Regions from separate parts of the Mus musculus genome. Here region 2 is linked to region 1. A link is a contact called in public Hi-C data. All regions are on one chromosome and are shown on one strand. Each heading gives the region's core, a stretch centred on a gene start, on an enhancer-like site or on the middle of the called end of the contact. The rest is flanking DNA. Distances are from core to core; before and after follow the strand shown. Region 1 overlaps Pbx1 (pre B cell leukemia homeobox 1). Region 2 has its middle 4.9 kb from the start of Gm34535.

The links. Hi-C and Micro-C count contacts between places; a contact is called where the count stands out from the background.
Region 2: a Hi-C map of neural progenitor cells shows a contact between it and region 1, with 4 times the contacts expected there. The contact joins two enhancer-like sites. A contact is called at or near these places in 2 of 484 Hi-C or Micro-C datasets (neural progenitor cells and uterus), 5 of 115 datasets of contacts at active chromatin or transcription factors (embryonic stem cells, oligodendrocyte precursor cells and stem cell-derived neural progenitor cells) and 2 of 9 other capture datasets (embryonic stem cells and embryonic trunk).

What each region holds. Positions count from the first base shown.
Region 1 is chr1:168,354,745-168,360,651 of GRCm38.p6, reverse strand. The region is part of intron 2 of Pbx1 (pre B cell leukemia homeobox 1); the gene reads left to right. It overlaps Gm51671 (a long non-coding RNA gene), which reads right to left. Exons shown (of 2, transcript XR_003948152.1): 1 at 1-5,907. Among named protein-coding and RNA genes, the nearest start is that of Gm51671, 12 kb to the right of the region's middle. Within about 2 kb of position 2,216, at least 80 of the 459 cell types and tissues checked have an H3K27ac peak or open chromatin away from gene starts, as enhancers often do. A contact at or near this core is called in neural progenitor cells, where this site is marked.
Region 2 is chr1:169,455,299-169,460,928 of GRCm38.p6, reverse strand. No RefSeq gene overlaps it. Among named protein-coding and RNA genes, the nearest start is that of Gm34535, 4.9 kb to the left of the region's middle. Within about 2 kb of position 1,343, at least 29 of the 459 cell types and tissues checked have an H3K27ac peak or open chromatin away from gene starts, as enhancers often do. A contact at or near this core is called in neural progenitor cells, where this site is marked.

The DNA.
Region 1 (5,907 bases), core at 967-3,466:
CCAGTGGTGGAATGGGGGGAAGCCAAGCTCTGAATGAAGATGGGTAAGAGCTGGCGCACCAGCCCTAACCTTCTTCCTCCTGGATATGGAGTTGACAGAAAGCCATCTTCACTGACCTTTCTTATAGAGAATTCCATCATCTGTGAAGAAATGTCTTATTAAGGTGGAACATGCACTTTGACCACCATGGGCTTGACAGTGTCAACCTCCTACTTTTCCCTTCTCTCAATCTATAACTTTAACCCCCATCCAAAACCCAAGACTGCAATAACAGACAAGGTGGAATCTGTAGCATGGACGCTTTGAACACACATGGGATTCCTGGACTGGAGAGAGTCACCCCCACAAGCTCATTGGTACTGGCTCCAAGCTTGGCGGTAGTAGAAGAGGGAAACTTGATAACATCAGAAGATACCATTAGAGTGATTCTGGAAATCATCTGGGGAGACACTGAAAGTCTCTGGCTTGGCCTACTTATATGGGAATTAAAACTGGGGAGAGACTTAAAAATCCTCCAATCTTCTAGGGTCAAAGAGTTGACCAGTAATGTGTTGTGATTGAGACTTAGTATCTCTAATGCTCTGGGTACATTTCCAATGTAGGGTATCATGTTCAAATGAATGGTGTCACTTCCTTTTTCTTCAAGACCTTCCTGCCTTTGCCTTCAAGCGTTCTCTGCATATTCCCATCATTTCTTATTGCCAGCATTTTCAACGCCCATTTCTTCCCTCTCATCATAGCTGTTTCCTGGAACTGGTAGAACTTGAGTGCAGTGCTGCATTGTGCCACCTGGGCACCTCCCCACATGTGTCACACAGCCCAAGGGACAATGGTCTACAGTGCACAGACCCTGCAGTCTGCCTGGATTTGAATCCCAAGTCTTTCCTTCACATGCGGGGTGACTTGGGTGTGCTATGGCTTCAATTCCCTAATCCCCATAGAATAATGTTGGAGTCTTCTGTATAGGTGCACACCTCATGGTGAGGCACTTCTTACGGTGACTGTCACTGCCCCTTCCCCTAAGCACCCATCAGTTTATTAAAACACTTACAAAGCAACTTAGATGGTATCTGATCCATGTTCAACTTCATAATGGATTTGCTTTTATGATTTATTTTCTTTACCCTTAGCAGTGACTTGGAGGTGCCCTAAATGGTATGTTACTTAATTCCCCATTGCACTAAGGATGGGACTTCTTGGGACTGTTCGGGGAGACATTACCCATTTCTTTATAGTGTGGCCTTAGGCGGATGTTTTTCTTCTTCCTTGGAAACTCGTTCTCTATCATGTGAGCACTCCATTGGTCCCAGTCTTGTCTTCTGCAGTGTGCACAGAATAAATTGTTTCTTTTCTTATTTGGGGGCAGCTCCTAGGCTGCTCACCGAGTGTCTCTCCTCTTCGGTTCCTGATCTGGAGCTGGGACTTTCTGGGGTGATAGGGACTTTTTGGGGCTCACTCACTCTCACAGATGGAGCCTGTGCTAGTGGCTTTCTGCAGAATCCCTCCCAGTCCATGGCAGTTGAGCTGCCCAAGACAATAGGATGGCTATAGTAATGAGATCCACAGGGCAAAGCTATGGAAAGCCAAATCCACACTTCGATAGATAAGCATTTCCCAAGGCTCTATGGAAACAGTGCATCCTGAGTTTGAGTTGGAACTGTCAGGACCGGCCTTACAGGGCAGCCTTGAAAGTCTGTTGCCTCTCTCTGCTCTCTCAGAATTCTGGTCAAGTTCCATTTCTGGAATTGTCCACATCCACTGACTTAATGCATGGGAGGACCAGAAACTCCCAAGAGAAGAAATATCAGCTCTCTGTCTATACACTCACACCACCCCGTGATGCAAGGTTTTTTGTTTGCTTGTTGGTTTTTTTTGTTTTGTTGTGTTGTGTGTGTTGTGTGTGTGTGTGTGTGTAACACACCTATGGGAAGCTAGTTATCCCCATTCTATCACTGACATTGAGGGACAGTTCTGTGGAGAGAAGATCTCTCATTTATTTCCTAGCCTGCCAGGGCTTGAAAGACCCAAGCTTGGGGCTAGGGCATGCTGCTGGCAACATCTCTCGCTTGGCGCCCTGTCCAATGAAGCACAGGCATGGGTTTCTTCATGGATCTGTCTGCTGGTCCCACTGCCCGCTGACAGCATCCTAAGTGACCAGAGGCCTTGCTGTAGGTCTGTAGAGACAGCAGTCGTGGGCTGGCACAAACTCACAAGCTGTGTCGGCTCCTCTTCTTTCCTTCCCCTACACTGAGGCAAGAGATGCAGCTTAGAGAAGGGTGAAGTGTGTATGGGGGAGGGGGGTTATTGTGAAGGTGGGGGTGGAGAGAAACGGAGGAACAACTGTAAAAAATGTTAATTTATTAATCACTGAATATATAGCAGTTCATCTGCAATGCTGTTGCCATGCCAACACCCTGGGAGTTTACTTTCTTAATCCAAGAGAGGAGCTCTCAGTCCCCTGCTCCCCTGCTGTGCCATTTGAATTTGCTGCTGCCACCGCTGCCACCGTAGTATCTGTTTTAGAAAACGGGGGGTGGGGTTGGGGGGGAGGGGAGGGGGATTAAGGCTCAACCACCAAAGCAGTCAGATGCAAAGCAGCGAGAGGCCTTTCTCAGCGCGACTTAGTAAAAATGACACAAATTAATATACTCTACTTAAACCAGACCAAGATTAATGGTTCTCTTTCAGTGCAGCTTAGCCCAACTGTCACTCGACAGGCGTTTGTCGGACAAAATCAACACTAATCAACATTTATTCGTCTCTTGCCCTTGGGTCTGAGGAGCGCAAGCGGGCTGCGCCATTCTCCCGCTCATCTCGCCACGCTTTTCACCCTCCATCCAGCTCCGCCATATATCACCCTTCCTCCGGGTGCCTCTGCTCGTCCGGATCCACAGACTCAGCTATCAGGGTACATTAGAGGCATGATAGATTTTCTGTTTTAATTTACATCTATTATATTACAACATAACAGAATTTTGATTCAGTAGAGACCTGTGTCTCCTATAGCCAGACTCCTTGGGAGGCTTTTTGCATTAACTTATTAAGGCTTGTTATGGTACAGCTTCAAATAGAGAGTCAGTGTTTCTCTCTCTCTCTCTCTCTCTCTCTCTCTCTCTCTCTCTCTCTCTCTCTCTCTCTCTCTCTCTCTCTCTCTCTCTCTGCCTGCCATGCTTAGTAAAGATGTCTTGGTGCGCCTTATTCACAAACACAGCTCATTTTCTGTACACTTGGCTTCCTGTACAGATCACATGAGGCTGGCGGAGTTTCCTCCCTTACTTTCTGATTGGACTTTGATCAGCCAACAATGGCAGCCGCGAGGGAGCTCCCCCTTCCCAGCCTGGCCTAGGGAAATGGCCTCCACAAACCAGCAGCTACCCCCTCCACCCAGAGCTGGTCTCCAGCATCTTCTTTTCCTCTTCCTTTCCTCTTTGATCTCAATTACAGTTAGCTTTTATTTGTGTTGAAACACGTGTGTATGTCCACGTGTGTATGTGTGTATTGTGTGTGTGTTCGCGCGCGCGCACGCGCTCGAGCGCCTGTGTGGTGATGGTAGGGGGGAGGGGTGCAGAGAGGAGGGAGAGAGGGAAGTGGCTGGGTTAGCCACAGATGATCCTGTTGAAAGGATGACTGAGAGGTGTGCCTGGACAGGGCTGCTTGCTTTCTCTGTGGCCTCCCTAAATGAAGCTTCTTCCAGCTTGGAGTAAGGTGTCTGTGTGTGCCTAGCTAGCGCAAAGTGTGTATGCTGCTCCACCTCGGTAGTGTTTATCTTGCTTACAAAGTTGGATTTTTAAATTCATTTTAAACAATGCGTTCGTTAATGTAAGATGTGTGTAGCAATGAGTTTGGTGTTGATCCTCCCTGCTTTCATCCATTTCCCCACGATTGGGGATTGTGGCTTTGAGCACACATTTTATTTTTTGACATAGTATTCTTTGAAGTGTTTGGTAGAATTGCTTTCTGGCTTTTGACTGTCAGTGGAGACTCATTACACTTCAGCTATCTGGTCACCTGGGGCCACTCCGCACACCTGTGGGGGACAAAAACCCTCCTCTCGGCTTGTACCTTTTAACCTTATAACCTATTTCCTGCGGACACTGTGACTTTGTCAGCCACTCAGGGTGACCGAGCCTTCCTCTGAGTTCTGAATTTCTTCCACTAAGCTGTTGCTTCTAAAGAGCAGTGAGATTATCTTGTGGCCAAAAGACAGAGAAGCCTGGGGGCTGAGTTGGGGGATGTGTGGTCTGTGCGTGTTTGCATGTGGTTGCTGAAGTGTAGGGTGTGTTAGGAGGATGGCTAAGGCCTTCCATTTTGGTTTCTTATTACATAGCAATAAAGTAAATGACGCTTAGTATAACTCTGCACTTAGAGAGCTGTAGCTCAATTTAAGAAACAAAACCCCACCACCAGGAGTTGCTTCGTATCTTGAGCTTGGGAAACTGACCTTGTTAATTTTAATGAGGGGAAAAATTCTCCAGCTGGGGCTGAGGAGAAAAAAACGAAATACCAATGAGGTTATCACGTTGGGTGATCTCACTGAATTCAGCGTGTAATCAGAATGGTGCTTAGAGAATTTTCTAGAGTTTACAAGAAACTGCAGATGCCCTCCCTAGTATTGAAGGCTGTTTTTTCCCAGGAGGCCGAGCCGAGCCGTATATGGTTTCTTCCTTGTGGAGCTATTTGAGAAACTAACATTAAAAAGTTGGGTGCAAATAAAACTGAGATTAAAAATGCATCAGTGTGTTGCTTTTGTGGCTCTGGCAGGAAGGCAGTGAGGTTGATAGCAGCTACAGTCAGTTAGAAGCAAAGGCCTCCCTAGTTCAAGTGCTTGCAGATGCCGGGTGGGACCCAGGCATCTGGCTCTTTATCCCCCAAGCCAGGTGAGTTGAGGGAGTCCTGTTATGCAGTAGGCAGCTCTTCAGTCCAAGCAGCAAGTTGATGGCTTTGACCCTGCTCTTGAGGAACTGACAGATTGTGACCAAGGAGGTTCAAGATGACTAGAGGACAGTTTTGCCCTCAGTTATGAGACGTGTCCTGAACTCTAGTGACATTTTGTTGGGGACAACAGAAAGAAACATCACCCATCAAGGTGTTTGACTGACCCTTTACTTTATCCTTGTCTACCAGATGGCAGATTCTTGGGAGACCACTGTATTAGCAGGCTTTTCAGGAGTCCAGGGCACGTAGAACAGCTTTGCTATCCTCCAAAGTTTCAGCTTGCTGATTCAGGCACTTTCCACATCTCTCTGGCATGTCCCTGAACTCCGCAGATTTGTGCAATTCTCAGGTACAAGATGTTCACAGGGACACTTTCTGATTAAATGGGAACATCTCACTCTAGGGACCATCTAAACATCAGTGGATTATTGATGAGAGAGGTGTTTGTCCATGAATGTGCATAAGTTCCCTTGAAATTCAACCCCTTCCTTCGAAAGCTATAAGATAGCAGTTAAGGGCACTTGGCTGTGTGTGTATGGGATGGGAAATGCTGGTTGCCAAGCAGCAGGGAATGGACATAATCATGCTGCCTAGCAACAGCGGCAGCGTGGTCACTTGCACAGATTTCTGTGCCTCTTCCTGTTTGATCTGTAGGAAAATGTAGATGGCTTCTGTGGGTTGTTCTCTGCCCTAGCTATAGTGAGATGCAGGAAAAAACGTGCTGGATCACAGAGGGCAGATATTCATATGTGATGACTTGCCAGACCATCTAAGGCTGAGTGCTAACATTTGCATGACCTCCCTTCCTCAGTTTCCCCTCCTTTAAGTTAGTGTGGCACTTGCAGCTTGACTTCTGAGCCTTGAGGGAATCTTGGAGACATGCCAGACTCCTGTGGGTGTTACCTCTGTTGACCCTGGTGGGATTTAAGTCTACAAGTGTGAATATGAAGCAGCCAGCTTTACACATGTGCG
Region 2 (5,630 bases), core at 94-2,593, 1.1 Mb before region 1:
ATTTTAAATTAATAAGGCATGAAAAGGGGCTGGGCAGCGGTAGAAGGGACTTTCTCAGCATGTGTGCTCCTGGGTGCCCTGGGCTCAATCCCAACACTGTAGGAATAAGTTGATTCAATTCTCCAGAGTCCAAACTGGTCAAGATATCAAAGGTTGGGAATAGCTGGAGAGACCTCAACAAAGATGAGTCTGGAGTCTGGCAGAGAGAGAGATGGTAGACATTTTGAATTTTGCAGAGGGGAGTAGAAATGGGTGAGGTAGCCTTCATAAGGCAGATGGTCTGTCTTAGAATGTTCCAGAAGGCAGTGAGCTAGAAGGTGCAATAGAACGAGGACTGAAAGGGACATTAAATGCCTGAGAAGTTTGTTTTCACCAGATGCTGATGGTGGTAGTAGGGATGGGTGGCTGGGTGACAATGACTTGGGTACCTGTCTGGTGGCATTTGGGATGCAGTGTGGACCCAGGAGGAAGAGATTGGTGGCTGGAGTCTCTGCTATTTCTCTATAGAAGGGAAGGAAGAGACACTTTTTTTTTGTTGTTGTTGGACACCAACTTGGATATCTCCCATGACTACGTTGATGGCTCCTTCCACCAGCCAAATGAGAAGGTCACTGTCAGCCATGATGTGACAACACAATGGAATCTCAGATCACTGTGCATGTGGCCTGATGCCAGTGGGTTTCAATTTGAGGTTGCATCTGGTTATTTGAAGCTAGGATTTCTTTTCCCCAATAGGGACAGCTGTGTAAAAGGGAGGAGAGAGGGAGGCATTGGTAAGGAAGTGGCTGAGATGTGTGGTAAACGTCTAACTAGAAGCCTGGAAAGGGAGACCAGAGTAGACTCTGCTTCTGGAGAGATTCATGGTGGGAACTCAATGAACTCTGCCTTTAATGGTCTCCTATTAGCCTTTTATCACTTGGCCTGGCACTTGTGAGATCAATTTTGAATTTAGATTTATTGAGGAAATTGACAGAATATGTCATAATATAGGCTTCAAAAATATTTACGCTACAAAGTATCCTGAAGTCTCTCTCTCTCTGCATACATACATACATACATATATATATATACATATATAAATATATATATATATACACACACACAGACACACACATACACTCAATTTTATAAATGAAACTTCCCATGACACAGCAGTCCATTGGCAAGTGTGTTCAGCTAAAGGCATCCTCACAGTCACTGGAGTAAACCTGCCTTGGGGAAAGGATGATGGATACTCAGTCTGAAGAGGAAATGCATGGGATCGTCCTCCTTCCAGGCCATCTAAAGCTCGAGGGTCACTTCCGCCGAAACTTCTTTTGTTTGACTTCACCTGCATGTGAGCCTCGTGCCTCTAGAGGGCACTGTTTACTTTGGAATGAAGTTCCTAAGTTTCAATCGCCTTTCCCTCTGGGATCTACTGTTTTTGCTGTATAGTAGTCATACTTTGTTTTCTCTCAGGAGGGTTTTTCTCCCTTTTGTGCCTGTGTATTTGTGTGGCTTGTGCGTATGTGTGTCCTTTAAAAGTGAATGCAGTACTTCTGAACATGGCAGATAATTACTCTGACCAGAGCCTGTCATTGTCTAGGCAGGCCTTTTGAAAGCTCTTCCTCCCAGTCCCCACCCCTTATATTCTCTCACCACCCTTTAGTCTGACCCATGATGCACCTCCCCCAACCCCAATTATTTCAGTCTGGGGGTCACCGTCACAGCTCAGCCAATGCATCTCAATCCTGCCTCACAGCCGCCTGGCCTAGTCCAGCCCGGGGCTCCCACTCAGGGCAACTGAGGCTTGATTTATGACACCCCTTTCCTCTGGTCCTGGACTCTCCTGGGGCGAAACTGCTGATCATGCCACATTTTCAAATTGGTTCTGCACTGCAAACCAATGTCATGAGGGACATAATTGGGTCCTGAAGCCCATTTTCGACAGTGACCTCCCTCGTTCTGGAGCTGACCTCTGCTCTCTGGACATGAAGACAACCTGATTGTCCTTTTTTAGGTTGCAACGGGGAGAGGGGGTGGTATATGGGTGCTGCTTCTCTGTTGCCTCTGCCTGAGATGATCTGTTGTCTTTCTGTCTGTCTGTCTGTCTGTCTGTCTGTCTCTTTCTCTCTCAAGTCATTACGTGCAGTGATACACAGTACTGGGCATTCTAGCACTTGGCATGAGGGTGCCCCGGCACATTCCTCTTCTCTTTCCACTTGCCAGAAAGGCCACACTGCGTTTGCACACATGGGGAACGGGAAAATGAGTGTCAATAAATGGTGGGAAGAGACTTGGTCCATGATGGATGTGGGTGTTGAGGAGCAGGGAGGGGTACTTTTTGGTGAGGCAAAGGGAGCTAGTGTAGTGTCTCAAGGAGGACAGAGAGCAATGGCCACCTTTCCAGGAGTGGGCCTCCTAATTGGGAGGGTATCCTCTGGGTACCTCATTGTGGAAGCGACAGACTTGGTTTCTGTGACCTCTTGAATGCTACCCCACCCCCTCTCTTTCCATCTTCAGTGCTCTCCTTTTCCTGATATCTTGGTCCATTTTATCGGGAAGACATCCCATCAGCATATGATGCTGCTGTTTAGAAGGAACAAGAGATACTGGACAGGGGAACGCCTGGGGCTCATCCTATGGCAGAAGTGATGTGACAACTGAACCTATCATCTAGCTGGGTTTTTTTTTTTATTATTATTACTTGCTCTGGGAACAACTTATAGTGCATTATTGTGTTTGTTTGTGAGGGTAGTGTTGATAATATAATGACAATGTTTCATAAATATGAAAATTAATTAACAGAGCAGCTATTCTTCTACCTATAGAGTTATTGAATGGCAGAACAATTTAATAGGAACTCTCAGCCTCCCATATCACATTTAACTTTATATTTTAAAACTTGTGTGACTTATTGATTATATATATACATATATATGTGTGTGTGTGTGTATCCAGTATTTTATGTATATTCTTAAAATTCTTTACAGTAACTCTGCCATGTATCTAACACTCCCATTTATATAGACCAAGATCTAGTCTGTATAATATCTAAAGCTGGCAAAGTGATTGACTTGAAAGAACAATGTCCTAACTTTGGTCCACCAGAACACAGGTTGAAATGGCCTGGGCATAATTGCTTAGTTGTGACAGTCTATTGCCAGGGAGAGAAAGACAGATATTTCCCATGCCTATGGGGGAGATTATGCCACCACCCCCCCACACACATAGAAGTAGATAGCACTTGAGAAAGGACAGCTGAGTCTGTCTTATGGCCTCCAAATGTACATGCATGCATACATGTACACGTGTATGCAACTAAATGCAACTGTACATACTCACACCAACATTAAAGGGCTTTATATGAATAAGCTAGGTGTTTTAGGTTTCAGAGTTTAAGTTAGTTACATTTATTATGGGGTCCTCAGAGGTGCCAACCATATCCTAGGATATTTAGAGCTTAAACTGAATGCCTGGGGGGAAAGCTGCATTTACCCAAAAGCATTACTCTGTAGTAGTAGACTGGCAGAAATAACAAGGGGGAAGTTATAGGAAATTAACACCTGGAGGATTCTTTCTTCTTCTTCTTCTTCTTCTTCTTCTTCTTCTTCTTCTTCTTCTTCTTCTTCTTCTTCTTCTTCTTCTTCTTCTTCTTCTTTTTTTGAGAAAAGATTTGAGCCTGTAGCTCTTGATGATCTGACCCTTTGTAGCACATGTTACCCCACGCTCATGAAAATCCTCCTGCCTCAGCCTCCCAAATACTGAGGCTACAGGGATGAGCTACCTGGCTTTGGGAGGTATTTTGAGAAGTATTGTATCCATATCTTAGACAGCTGTCCACTCAGCAATGCTCTGTAGGGGGAACACAGGGTACTAGAGAACACACAGGACACAGACAAGAGCTGGGACCCAGCCAGGCTCCTATCACTTTCTATCGGTAGGCATGTTTTATGAGCAATTTAACCACACGTGAGCTTTGTTTTCTTATTTGTAAAATAGAAATGCTGGCTCTGCCTGTCTCGCAGGAGGTCTAAATAGTGAGGACCACAGAAACCATTTATGATTACTGTTGATCATCTGGGAGGTGGGACCCAGAGCTAAAAGGAAGAGGCCAGTGTACTTCTCTATGCAACGTCCTGGGAGTTGGAGGGGAGACGAGTGAGGAGCGGGCTTTAGAGGTAGATGGGGCATCAGTTACAGTTCCTGTGGTTATGGCAAAAGCAACTTAAGAAAGGAGTGGCTTATTTTGATTTACGGTTCAGGGGAACAGGTATCATCCTGGCAGGAGCATGAGGCAGCTGGTCAAGCTGCAACTTCAGTCACAGAACAGAGGTAGGTCAACCCATGGGCTGGCATCGCCCATGTCTATGGTTGATCTCTCTGCAGGTCAATGTTTCTGGAGATACACACATATGTCAACGACCCATTCAGAAGTATGTTTCCATGGTGAGTCTAACTTTCATCCGCTGACAATCCAAACCAACTATCTAATAGGGAGTCGATTAGCTTCACTTGGAGAGGGCTAGCTAGTCAGGACAGGCTGGCGCTGGCTAAGACTTTGAAGGATCCCTGGACAAGAAGCAGGGAAGTGATGCCCAGTGAGGTGAGGAAGAACATTGAGATACAGGCGCCTCTCACACAGGAAAACACACTCAGGAAACAAGACAGGAAGGATTAATCTATGCATTGTAACCGACGCCCAAGGATTTCTACTCATTCTGTAAGAGCTGCTTTCCATCTTAAAGGCAATTTGCACACGGGACCTTCTTTGTAGTTCAGCTGATGAAGCCCTGTTCTCGAGGCAATGACCACACATTCATACGATTTTTAAATGAACCATCAGTTCTAGAAATGGTAATCTGAAATTGGTAAGGCTTTCTTCTGACTTATTGGGGGTTCTCCTTGGGACTCAGACCAAATAGTCACCAGAGACAAGGCGCCTGATGCATCTGTGTGGAGTGGAGGCACAGAGGAGGTACAAGCTAAGGTGAATGGTTTGGGTGACTTGGCAAGGTCACACATGTTAAGGGAGTGGCAAGCACACACCCTTGCCTGCTCTAAGTCTCTTCCATCGGTACCTGGCTGAGGAGAATCATTGTAGTGTCTTATTTGTTTTTTCTTGCTTGCTGGGTCTAACTGGTCTGCCATGTCTGTTGCTGAGGCTGCAATTTGATGAATACATGGGTTCAGGAAGTACCCTTGCCCCACATTCTGTGGCCGAAACTAATCCCTATTTTTGGATTTGGGTTCTGTCCTTGGCAACAATATATATATATATATATATATATATATATATATACACATCTATCTATAATCTTTGATTTTATGATTTGGTTAGTGAATAATGGATGGCTCACATAATAATGCCAATCTCAGATTTTTCTTGAATAAGTCTGTCGTTTTTTGACCCAAATCAATGTAAAAGAAAAACCAAATAAGAAGTGGCACATGTAATGAGGTGATATGAATGCCAGGGAGGGCAGCCATATGTCCCCTGTGTCACACCATGACTTCCTCTGGGAAATCCTCATATAATAACACATATGCTCCCTTTACGGTATTAGGCTTGGCTCTGTTTTTTTCTTCCCCTTAAAACTTGTACTGGCTGGTTTTGTGTCAGCTTGACACAAACTGGAGTTATCACAGAG